3 separate regions of the Mus musculus genome follow, and all the other regions are linked to region 3. Evidence: chromatin contacts called from public HiChIP or PLAC-seq data. All regions are on one chromosome and are shown on one strand. Each heading gives the region's core, a stretch centred on a gene start, on an enhancer-like site or on the middle of the called end of the contact. The rest is flanking DNA. Distances are from core to core; before and after follow the strand shown. Region 1 holds the start of Tuba4a (tubulin, alpha 4A). Region 2 holds the start of Wnt10a (wingless-type MMTV integration site family, member 10A). Region 3 overlaps Nhej1 (non-homologous end joining factor 1).

The links. HiChIP or PLAC-seq counts read pairs in DNA pulled down with a chosen protein or histone mark.
Region 1: a FOXA1 HiChIP or PLAC-seq map of pancreatic cancer cells shows a contact between it and region 3. The contact joins the promoter of Tuba4a here to the enhancer-like site in region 3. A contact is called at or near these places in 4 of 39 promoter capture datasets (cranial neural crest, frontonasal cranial neural crest and liver), 3 of 115 datasets of contacts at active chromatin or transcription factors (bone marrow-derived macrophages, fetal liver and pancreatic cancer cells) and 3 of 9 other capture datasets (adipose tissue, liver and pancreatic islet).
Region 2: a contact with region 3 is called in a FOXA1 HiChIP or PLAC-seq map of pancreatic cancer cells. The contact joins the promoter of Wnt10a here to the enhancer-like site in region 3. A contact is called at or near these places in 1 of 39 promoter capture datasets (stem cell-derived epiblast-like cells), 2 of 115 datasets of contacts at active chromatin or transcription factors (embryonic stem cells and pancreatic cancer cells) and 1 of 9 other capture datasets (adipose tissue).

The regions. Positions count from the first base shown.
Region 1 is chr1:75,217,462-75,221,194 of GRCm38.p6, forward strand. Tuba4a (tubulin, alpha 4A) reads right to left here and starts at 1,833. Exons shown (of 4, transcript NM_009447.4): 1 at 1,732-1,833. The coding sequence starts at 1,734. A630095N17Rik (RIKEN cDNA A630095N17 gene) reads right to left here. Exons shown (of 3, transcript NM_001243090.1): 3 at 2,634-3,112. The coding sequence ends at 2,999.
Region 2 is chr1:74,790,533-74,793,982 of GRCm38.p6, forward strand. It overlaps Wnt10a (wingless-type MMTV integration site family, member 10A), which reads left to right and starts at 1,487. Exons shown (of 4, transcript NM_009518.2): 1 at 1,487-1,751; 2 at 2,831-3,093. The coding sequence starts at 1,639. It overlaps Gm32099 (a long non-coding RNA gene), which reads right to left. Exons shown (of 4, transcript XR_865547.2): 3 at 1,764-1,834.
Region 3 is chr1:75,023,464-75,027,070 of GRCm38.p6, forward strand. The region is part of intron 6 of Nhej1 (non-homologous end joining factor 1); the gene reads right to left. Among named protein-coding and RNA genes, the nearest start is that of Ihh, 74 kb to the left of the region's middle. Within about 2 kb of position 1,533, at least 50 of the 459 cell types and tissues checked have an H3K27ac peak or open chromatin away from gene starts, as enhancers often do. A contact at or near this core is called in liver, pancreatic cancer cells and pancreatic islet, where this site is marked.

The sequences.
Region 1 (3,733 bases), core at 583-3,082, 190 kb after region 3:
TAAGTCCTTACCCACAACTACCCACTTCATTCGGTTCTTTCTCACCCTTTTGCCTATTGGCTGAGATTACTCAGTTGGTAAAAGTATGGTAAGGTTGGGACTCATGGTGGTCAGAAGCAGCTGGCAGCCTCTCCAGTCTCCTCAGCACAGGGCTCCCCAGACTGGAGGTAGCCAGCAGGGCAGACCAACCCCTTAGCCTACTTCTCAGTAGAGAATTTACCAAGTGAGAGCTGTATAATCCTGTTACATCCACAGGATACACAGGACAGAGAGGACATGCACACCTGACAGGCAGGGCTTCAGCAATTATAATAAGGGTGCAGGGAGAGAAAGACACAGAGAGGGATAGACACCGAGAGACAGAAGACTTTCCAGTTGCTTCCAGATCGTGCAGCGTCTAGAAATATGTTTTATAGTTTATAGCCAGCAGCTTCCTCCCTGGTTAATCTTTGCCTTGAAAATTCTCACAACCCTCTCCCCTTCTTTCCTGTGGGCAAAGAGGTGTCTCAACCTTCCATCTGGTATCAACTGACCATTCTGGCCTTCAGGATGCTAGAACCTCCACTTTTAAGTTCCATCTGGCCCTGAGGGATCAATCCCATCTGGCTCCTCTCCCCACCTCCACCCTCACACTCTGCGTTGCTTCACCACCTCCATCCTCGCCTCAGCCCACATGGAAATAGCAGCGATAATACGGGTAAACGCTGACGGCAGGGGCAGGCAATACAGGTATACATACTGGAGCCCTGGCAACTTAAGGCTACATCTAGGTGGTCCATAATTTAACCCCTGCAACGCCCAGGTCTATAGAACCTGTGCGCCTCCCTTTTCACAACCAAATGGCGCGTGGGGGCGGGGTGGGGCACGACAATTTCTAAATACCCAGAAAAGGAAGTGGAACCTGCTAGGAGGCCCTTGAGGAAACCCGCCTTGCTGCACAAGCCAGGGGAACGCCATCTGTACCTGGGCCCTACGTCTGCTCTCCCACTGGAGTCTTTCCAGTTACTTCCCAGTTGAAAGCTCGGGTTGGATTTCTGCCCCCGCTCCGGGCTATAAATACAAACCCCTTCATACACCTCTCTCCCTTCCCCCGCCACCTGGCCGAGGCCGGGGCTGTCGATCAGCGCCAGCTGTCTCTGCCTGTTCTCCGAGCACCCGCGAGCACCCGCACTCGGGTAGGAGGGGCCCGCTGGCCTCCCGAGACCGAACCCCATTCCCGCCACCCCTCCTGGCTCAGGAGGGGGTGCTGAGTCATGTGGGGGGTGTAGATGGGAAGAAGGCACACGGAGGAAGACGGGGTGCGGTACCAAGTAACCCCTTAAACCAACCGGCGCCAGGCACGTGTTCGGTCAGTTCCAGGGACTCACTCAGGGGGTATGGGTGGCGGGGGCAGCTGAGCAGGTCTTCTGCTGCCGGAGGAGAGCACTGGGTACGGAACCTCGTGACTCCCCTCAGGAGGGTTGGAACACAGACGCTTGGTAGGGCAGGAGGACACTACAGAAGGGCTCCTCTCTGCTAGTGAAACACCCTCCCTCAGTCCCCAGCTTCTGAAGGTGGACAACACACTAGGTCAAAGTCACCGGGAGAGGTGGGGGAAGTGCAAAACTCTTACATCTCCTGGAAACTCGGAATGCTAAGGAAAGGGTCTTCAGATCTCTAGTGGAAGGTTCCCCCAGAGAAGCGGGACATTTGTTTATAGGACCGGAGAGATCCTGGCGGGGCCTCACTCACCATGATGAGTTTGGGCTGTACGTCTCACGTAGAGTCGGGGTCACGGGTCTCGGTGAGATCTGCGGAGCTGCAGTGCCGCACCGCTCTTATAGGCAGGAGGCGGGACCTGCGCGCTCAGCCCGCCCACCATGGGGCGGGGTGGTTTAAAGACTACATCCCCGTCAGGATAGGTGGCCACCAGGGGAGTGAAACCTAGGCGTATCCCCTCCCCTTGCCGCTCCGGATTCTCTCACCTGTCGGGTTTGGCTTAGAAGCAGCGGCCCATATTCGTTCCTAGTTTTGAGCCGATGTCCCGGATTCCGAAGGTCCGAAGCAGAGACGCAGGGTGCGGTGGCGGAGCGTGTCTCGAATGCACCCGCGTCATGTAGACGCTCATGGTGCAGGTATTCCGATTTAGGGCGGATGAAGCTCAAGCAATCCTTCAAAAGCGGCTGTCCCCGGCCTTCTCCGCTGTCCTCCCAGCGTCGCCTCCCGGGCTCGGGCGGGTTGGGCAGCTGGGACTGGTCGCCCGAGACCCCCTTACAGCAGACCGCCGCCTGCTGGTCCCCGGCCGAGTTGGTAGGCTTTCGCCCACACCTGTAGGAGGCCGAGGACCTAGAACTACAGAGCCTGAGCCCCAGGGTGCCGATCCGGTAGACTATCCCTCAAAGCCGAGCGGCGCAGCCAATCTGTGAGGGCCGACGCGAGAATCTGCCACCTTTCACCGGCCAGGCCACTCGCTGGTCAGAGGCTCCGTCATTAGCGCCGTCACTATTAGTTAGCTCCCCGCCTCGACCACCTACCTGCTGCGGTGGAGCACAGAACCTGGAGCCTCTGGAACAGCATCCGGTCGGCCTTATGCAACCTTGGGCAAGTGACTTAGTGTCACTGAGTTCTTGGCTTGTACAGTCGAAGAGATACCTCCTTTCTACGTTTTATTTCCATTTCGTACTAGGACAGGCCTTTCTAAAAACTATTTCTGCTTTCTCAGACATACATCACCCCCACCGGAAAAAAAATCCCTCAGGAGGAGCCCAGGTGCTGGTTTTCATGGCCATAAAAATTCTGACTCCTAAGGTAGTCATCACTTGAAAAAGATTTCACCAGCATGGGCTTCCATTCTCTTCTTAGGGACAGAGCTGTTTGTCAGCATAACACAAGGCCGAAATATATACAGCAATGGCAGACGTTCTATCAACAAAGTAGCTAGTGGCATTTGACTTAAGAGAAGTCATAGAAAAGAATACAATACATTTCACAAGATCTCTTTCTAGTCCTTGACATCTGGTTAGGAGAATTTCGTTGGGAGAGGCTGAGTGTGTAGTTCGGTTGGTAGCATGCTGTCATCATTTGTGAAGTTCTGGGTTTGATCCCTAGCACCATGGTTGGGAGAGGGTCTCCTCTGTAAAAAGAAAATGGACACGGACATTTGGTTAAGCCGCTTGCAATCATGGGTCATGGTCTGTGCAAAGGAATGAGTCTTGATGATCACAGGACACAGTGGCCACTCTGAAGATCTTCTCGTTTCCTATGAACCCACACGGCACAAGGGATAGAAAAAGATCTGAACAATTAGGCAAAACTCTAAACCTGTTTGGCCTTCAGATTCCGTTCTTTGTAAAACTGAGGTAACCACTTCAGTCTTGAGGTCAGACAGGCACAGGATTGTGTACAAGGCTAGCAGAGCAATGTATAAGGAGCCACCTGAGCCCCCACAGCTTCCACTCACACTTAGTATATGCACAGCACACCTGTATGTGCTGTAGCTTATGAGCCAAGGCAAGGACTATGCTGCGTCCTTCTTTGGGTCCCTGGTTTTTAGTATGGTACTTGGGACATTTGATAAGCATGTATTCATTCAATGAACTGTTGTACTTCAGAGATGGGGCCCTCAGGGAGTTGCAATTGAGCAGCTGATAGACCAAAGTCCCTCTCTGAAATGTTTTATTCTGCTAGGGGGTACGGCGTAGTGGTAGAGAGCTTGCTAGGTATGTACAAGGCCCTGTGTTCAGACCCTAGAACT
Region 2 (3,450 bases), core at 237-2,736, 230 kb before region 3:
TTCAGATAGAGGGAGCTGTGGGACATGAGGTCCGTGGGTTTGTATAATAGTAGACCCGTGCCCATTTCACAGAGGATAATGCCTAGGACACAGCAGGAGTCAGACTCACTGTCAGGACCCAGATTAGAACCAGAACCAGAAGGCAGAGCCTCTGATTCTCAGACCCTTTCTCTGGTCCCAGACACTCTCTACATTGAGCAGGGGTCTAGAGTTCAACCAGGAGGGTGAGAGAAGAAAAGAAGGGACCCTAGAGGACCAATCAGACAGCCCATGTAAGACCAGTACCAGATCAGGTCATGTCTCAAAGCACCCCTGGGCAATAGCACGCTGTTTTCAGTGTAGGGGACACAGCTGGTGTGGAGAGGGTCAGGACAACTAATCCAGGTTAGCTCTCTGGCTAATTTGCTGTTAGATCTTATGTAAGCCATGAGCCTCTCTAGGCCTCTGTGTTTTCTTGGGAAGTAAAAGGGGGGCAGTGAGTAAAATGTTCTGACTTCAAACTTCTGTACTAGAATGGTCTCTAATCCCTGCTCCCAGCTAGAGCCACCCTCAAGGCACCTAGGTCACAAAAGTCATTTACTAGCTACCTGACCCTTTTGCTTTTGGTAGCCCACTGAGGTGGGCTCCATTACTTATTTCATGAAGGGACAGAAGCTGCCTCTCAAAGCACCTGTGGAAGGTCACCTTGCAAAGCAGGGAGGAAGCCGGAGGCTGCCAAATCCCCTTCTGGGACCTCCACACACACCTGTCTGTCTCTCTTGGCAAACTGGGGGAAGTCCCTCCTGAAGCAGAGTAGGCAAAACGGAGGGGCTGGCCTCTCCCCTCCAGACCCGCAGGTGTGTGCTGGGGTGGGTTGGGACACTCCCCTGCAGCTGTGTCTCAGCTTCAGTGAAGCACACACAACTCGGGTTAACACACAGACCAGTGCCCAACATCTCACAGTACATGGTGCCAATAGCCAAGATGCCAGTACCTCTCCTTCCTTCACCCTCTGCATGCGTTCCCCTCCCCCCTCTCCAGCAAACACGGCGCGCCAGTCCAAAGCGGACTCAGTGGCCTCGGGGACGGGAGCATGCCACCTCCTGTGGTGACGTCACTTGGGGTAGAACCCTTAGACACTACATGGGGGGGGGGGGGTACAGAACTCCCGAGCCAGGACAGTCACTCACTCTTCAGGCGGTGGGGCTGGGCCAGACAGTACCGCCCCCACCGCGCCCGCCTCGCACACCCTCGGAAGCGCAGGCTCGCAGCGCGGCGCTGGGGTGGGGGGTTGCGCCCCAGAACTTCGGCCTCCAGTCCCCAGCCCGCTGCACCTCCTTACCCTCTAGAGGCCCCCTCCCCCTTACCCTCTAGAGGCACCAGGAGTTGTCGCAAGGGGCCCTTGGGAAATTCCCTGGACCCCTGTGCCAGGAGGTGCCCGGTTCGCCCGCTCCCCATCCACCCCCCCGAGGGCGGTGCCCGGGGGCGCTGCCCCATGGAGCGGGGAGGCGGGCGCCGTCTGCTGCGGGAGCTGTGACCTGAGTAGGAGCTGTGTGTCGCAGCCGCCCCACCCCTGCCGATCATGCGCCGGCGACCCTGGTTCGCCAGTCCCACTGGGCTGTGAGCCCCCCACTCCTGGCCTGTCACGGCCCGCGCGCCATGGGCAGCGCCCACCCTCGCCCCTGGCTGCGGCTCCCACAAGGGCCCCAGCCGCGGCCTGAGTTCTGGGCGCTCCTGTTCTTCCTACTGCTGCTGGCTGCCGCTGTGCCCAGGTGAGCTCTCACCTCATGCTCCGCCCTCTTGGAGAGCTAGGACCCCCCAGGCCCGCTCCGGTGCTCTTGCTGGGGAAGGGACCCTGGAATGAACGGGAGAAAGGGTCACAGAAAAGTGCTGGTGTCCAATCAAAGATAGTGAGCTACCTCCAAGGAAGAGGTTGGACTGGTGACAGGATATGGGCAATCCAGGGAGATAGGGAAGTGCCCAGGTGAGTTATAGCAGCTAGGTCGGGAGATGGGTATTGGGGGAATAAGTGTCAATTAAGGTTTCTCCCCCCCTTAGGGCAATGCACCCCTATTCCAAGAATAAGTTGAAACTACCTCATTCCACCTTGCAGATAACCCCGGATGGGAGCAAGATCAGAGGGGTTGGAGGGGGTTTCCGCATCTCAGGTGGGGTCAAGCGAGAGACTGCCTCTAAAAGGCCGTGTGTGTGTGTGTGTGTGTGTGTGTGTGTGTGTGTGTGTGTGTGTGTGTGTCTGTGTGTCTGTGTGTGTGTGTGTCTGTCTGTGTGTGTGTGTGTGTGTGTGTGTCTGTGTCTGTGTCTGTGTGTGTCTGTGTGTGTTTGTGTGTGTCTGTGTCTGGTGTAAGCTGGGCTAGGTAACCAGCAGTTTGAATAAATACATGTGTGCCTATGAGAGCCTATGGGCCAAGATATGTTAGAGCAAGCATGTGTGTGAATGTGCCTGAGTGTGTGTATTTATAACTGTCTGAGGAAGTGTGTAAGTGCTAAGTGCTCTGGGTCTCTGCTCCCACCATTATGTGTGCAGGAGTATGCCTGAAGAAATGCCAGTTGCTGAAACATAGCTTTGGAGCAGGCTCCTGGGCGCCCTTTGAGGCATCTGTGTCTGGGGAGGAACTTCTAAAATACTGAGTACATACATTTACCTCCGTGGGTGTGCAGCTGGGTGGGTTGTATTGGAATGGATGGGGAGAGGCATAGATTCTTGGCCCAACTGTAAGAACCAGGGTTGGGGGAAGAGTGATTACGGCCTGTGGGACAGAATGTGTGTTATTAAACAGGCCCTCACAGACTCCCACAAAATGCTTATCCACTCCACCCCATATGCCTGCAGGTCAGCACCCAACGACATCCTGGGCCTCCGCCTACCCCCAGAGCCCGTGCTCAACGCCAACACAGTGTGCCTGACATTGCCCGGCCTGAGCCGGCGGCAGATGGAGGTGTGTGTGCGTCACCCTGACGTGGCCGCCTCTGCTATCCAGGGCATCCAGATCGCCATCCATGAGTGCCAGCATCAGTTCCGGGACCAGCGCTGGAACTGCTCCAGCCTGGAGACTCGGAACAAAGTCCCCTACGAGAGCCCCATCTTCAGCCGAGGTAGCTGCCCCTGTCCTTCCCCCCACCCCCATCCCAAACTTGCTAGCTATCCCCCATGAACTCTCAGGATGGTATCTCTAAGACTCCTGCATCTGCCAGCCATGTTGCTTTCTGGTCTCAGAAAAGTATCCCGAGTGGGGTCAGAATCATTGGCCAGAAGCACCTCTAAGTGAGGGTGACAGGTTCCATGCCTGAGAACTAGAGTGTTAAGACCCCTTCTCCTCTTCCTCAATTTATCTTTTACTTAGAAAGCGACCTTAATGTTGGAGAGCCTGGGGTGTGTGTGTGGGGGGGGGGGGAGTGTAGAGAACGGGTGTCTGTGTGTGAGACCTTCCAGTCACTGTCACTCGAGGCAAG
Region 3 (3,607 bases), core at 283-2,782:
CCTGTGGACCTAACCCAAGCTGAGGTGCTGAGAGGCCACACCTAGGAAGGTGGGGGCTACTCACGGGAGCTGTGTTCTGTCATACAATTACCATATTATGTGGTTCTAATAAAAAGAAATACTTGAAGTTTTATTAGTGCCATATAATAAAGTATTTATAGAATCTGGGGGGGTGTGGAGAGGGAAATGGGCAAAATCAGAATTGTTAGTAATAACTTGGCAACAACAGTTCTCAGTGTCGGCCATCTAGGTTAAATCTGAATGCAGAGCCTCCACTGTGGGGGAAGGAACAGCATGAACACAACTCACAACACAGACTCTTTCCTCAACAGTGTGTCTCTGGCTTCTCTCTGACTAGCTGCAAGTGAGGTGAGGAAAGGCAAGAAGAATATGGAACACTAGCAAAATCACTGGACCTTGGCCCCAAAAGGCTAGGGGACAGAGAAAAGGGGTGTCATTGTAAGAATGAGTGGAAGGATGGCTTTGATAGAGTCTATTCTGGACCTAAACTTGCCCATTATTGTGCTCACCCCTTTCATACACCACTCACATTCTTCACAAGGATGCTGTACCTCAAATCTGCCCCAGCCACAGCACATACCCAGAGCTTCTCCCACAGGGCCCGTCTTCATAATACATCCTCAAGGCCACAGAATACATGTATGCAAGTGCATATAGCACATACACAATATACCTATGAACACATAGGCATACACATGCACACTCGTGTGAGCACATGCATGCTCACCGCAGCATGCTGCTTCCTCAAGGCAGAGACTGCCTGCCTTTCCTGGGCACCTTCCCAGAGGAAGACAGTCTAGATAAAAATGTCTTCTGAGTCTACATTCCTCTTTTAACATTTCAGAATTTTCTATTACCCAGAAAATCTCCCTAAAGAGAAAGAGAAGTGAGGGCTATGGCATTATTACAGAGGAGACTATAAACAGAACAAATATAGAGTTGCTTTATTACAAGGCAGTGTGGGGATGGTGGCTGGCTGATTACAGGGAAACTCCCCAGAGCTCTCTACAGTCCCAAACCTCAATAAAGGACAGACTCTAGCTGGCATCAAGTGAGGGGCAGTTGGATCAGGGCACCCTAGAATCCTTCCAGATTCCAGTCCAGGATGTGATACCTGCCTTGGCTGAAGATAAGGAGAAAAGCAAACACAATCTGAGAGCCAGAACTGTGCTTGGCAAAGAGCCACCAGGCCATCTTCTCAAAGACAAACACAATTAGTTATGGTTTGGGTTTCCTGAAATCAATAGATTCCAAATTTCAGTAGAAAACAAAATAAAACAAAACAACTAGAACTCAAGAACAAATTGACAGATTCAAAACCCAGACATATCAAGAATAGTCCCTGGGGGTGGTTAGAGGCAGGAGAGGAGCAATGTAACTGGCCGGACTGAAACAACCCAGACTACGCACAAGATCATAGAAGGAAGAGTGGGAAATCCACAGCTCCTCCCTTCTGGGCTCCGGGCACACGGCGTCCCTTCCTGGGTGACTCACAGTGGGATCACCTTCACCCCCTGCTTCATGTGGTGAAGTCCTCTTTATAAGGAGACACACTGCGAGCCTTCTCCTCCTCCTTGCCTGTGAGCCAGGGCAATTGCGTCACTGACCCCCACACACTCCCTCCTCTTTCCAGCAGCCACCACACAGGGATCTTGTCTTGTGGTCCCTGAAATCCTTTCATCTGGGCTCCAAACCCACTGTCACCTTGGCCTTGAATCACTCCCCAGGAGACACTTGGGAAACAGCGGGACAGAGAGTGTCTAGTCCTGAAGGCTTGAATCTACTGACCCTACAGGGCTATCCTCTTCTCTGCCCAAAGGCAGGACACAGTTCTTATGTGAACTCTCCCTACAGACTAGGTTTCCCACTGAATTGGATGATAATACCCATCACTCCAGTTCCCAAGGTGAGGATAAAAATGCTGAGAGGCATCCCTCCTGTCTGATTACAGGCTGATTACATTACAGGTCCTCCACTTTACTTGTTTAGGGATTAAAGAATTCATGGTCTTGGGCTGGAGAGATGGCTCAGCGGTTAAGAGCACTGACTGCTCTTCCAAAGGTCCCGAGTTCAAATCCCAGCAACCACATGGTGGCTCACAACCATCTGCAATGAGATCTGATGCCCTCTTCTGGTGTGTCTGAAGACAGCTACAGTGTACTTATATATAATAATAAATAAATCTTAAAAAAAAAAAAAAAGAATTGATGGTCTTGGAAGATGGCTGCCAAATATGCGCCCACCGCCATTTCTGTTCTCATCCCACCTGGCCAGTGTATTCTTAGCCCCACGTAAAGCATTTGACAGCTGAAGATTTCAGTGTGTCTCAGACCCTTCTCCAGAATAGAGGAGTCCTTCTAACCCCCTTTCAGCTCATACCATGTTGCACCAGGTCTAACATTTTTCCTTGACCTTCTGTGTGGGAATAATTCCTGCTTACCCATGTTCCTTTCACTTCAGAACCTGCACTTCAACTGGCAGGTTTACAATGAGATACAATAGTGCCTTCTCATCGAATGTATCTGATTAGGACAGAGTCTCAGAGATAATGTAGGACTGCAGGGAAAGAGTTGTACTAGAAAGTCAAAGGGTGAGGTCTACCCCACAGTGACTTATGAGAGTTTGATTCACCCAATTTCTCTGAGCCAAGCCATCATATCTCCTCAGCCTTAAATGTCCTAGTGGGCTTAACACAAAACAATGACTATGTAAATTAGTACCTTAGTTCTATTTATGTAGCCCTGGCTGTCCTTAAACTTGTTTTGTAGAAAAGGCTGTCTTTGAACTCATAGAGACTTGCCTGCCTCAGCATTCACAGTGCTGGTACCAAAGGCCGGCACCACTACACCAGCTTATTTTTATTCTTTTTGATCTAAGTAGGTGATCAAATTCTTCTGTTGATTGTACTCTGTGGAGCCTGCCTATTTCACCAGATAGCTATAACATCATAAAGACAAAAGTCCTTTGAACACACTGCAGCTGCTGGGAGGGGTAGCGTATGCCTGTAATCCTAGCCCCAGGGAAGCTGGGATAGGAAGATTATGATTTTTAGGCTAGCCTAGACTACAAGTAAAACCCTGTCAAGAAAGAAGAGAGACGAGGAGGGGAGGAGAGGAGGAGGGCAGGAAGGATGGGATGAAAGGGCAGAAGAGAGAGGAGATGAAATAAAAAGCTTTCAATGGATCAGCCAAATTAAACAATATGCAATGTCCCTAGGGAGAGAGGCCACAAAAGATGGTAGTACTGTTAAGAAGGCTTATAACAGCAAAGGTGAATAGCAAGCACAGAAGGGAGGCAGGGTGTAGAGGACCAGAGGACATGTCCACAGAGGAAGTAACATCTTCACTGAAATCCAAACTTGAAGAGAGGCAAAGGGTATAGTGGTAGAGCCCTTGCTTCACAAAGAAAAACAGAACAAGTTGAAAATCTTTGTTGCTGTTGTGTGTGCCTCTGGCAATATTACAAGGACAAACCCCACATGATAAAAACTACAGATAAGAAAACAATGGGCGAGTTGGAGAGATGGCTCAGCAGTTAGAGGACTGGCTGCTCTTCCAGAGGATCTGGGTTCAATTCCCAGCACCCA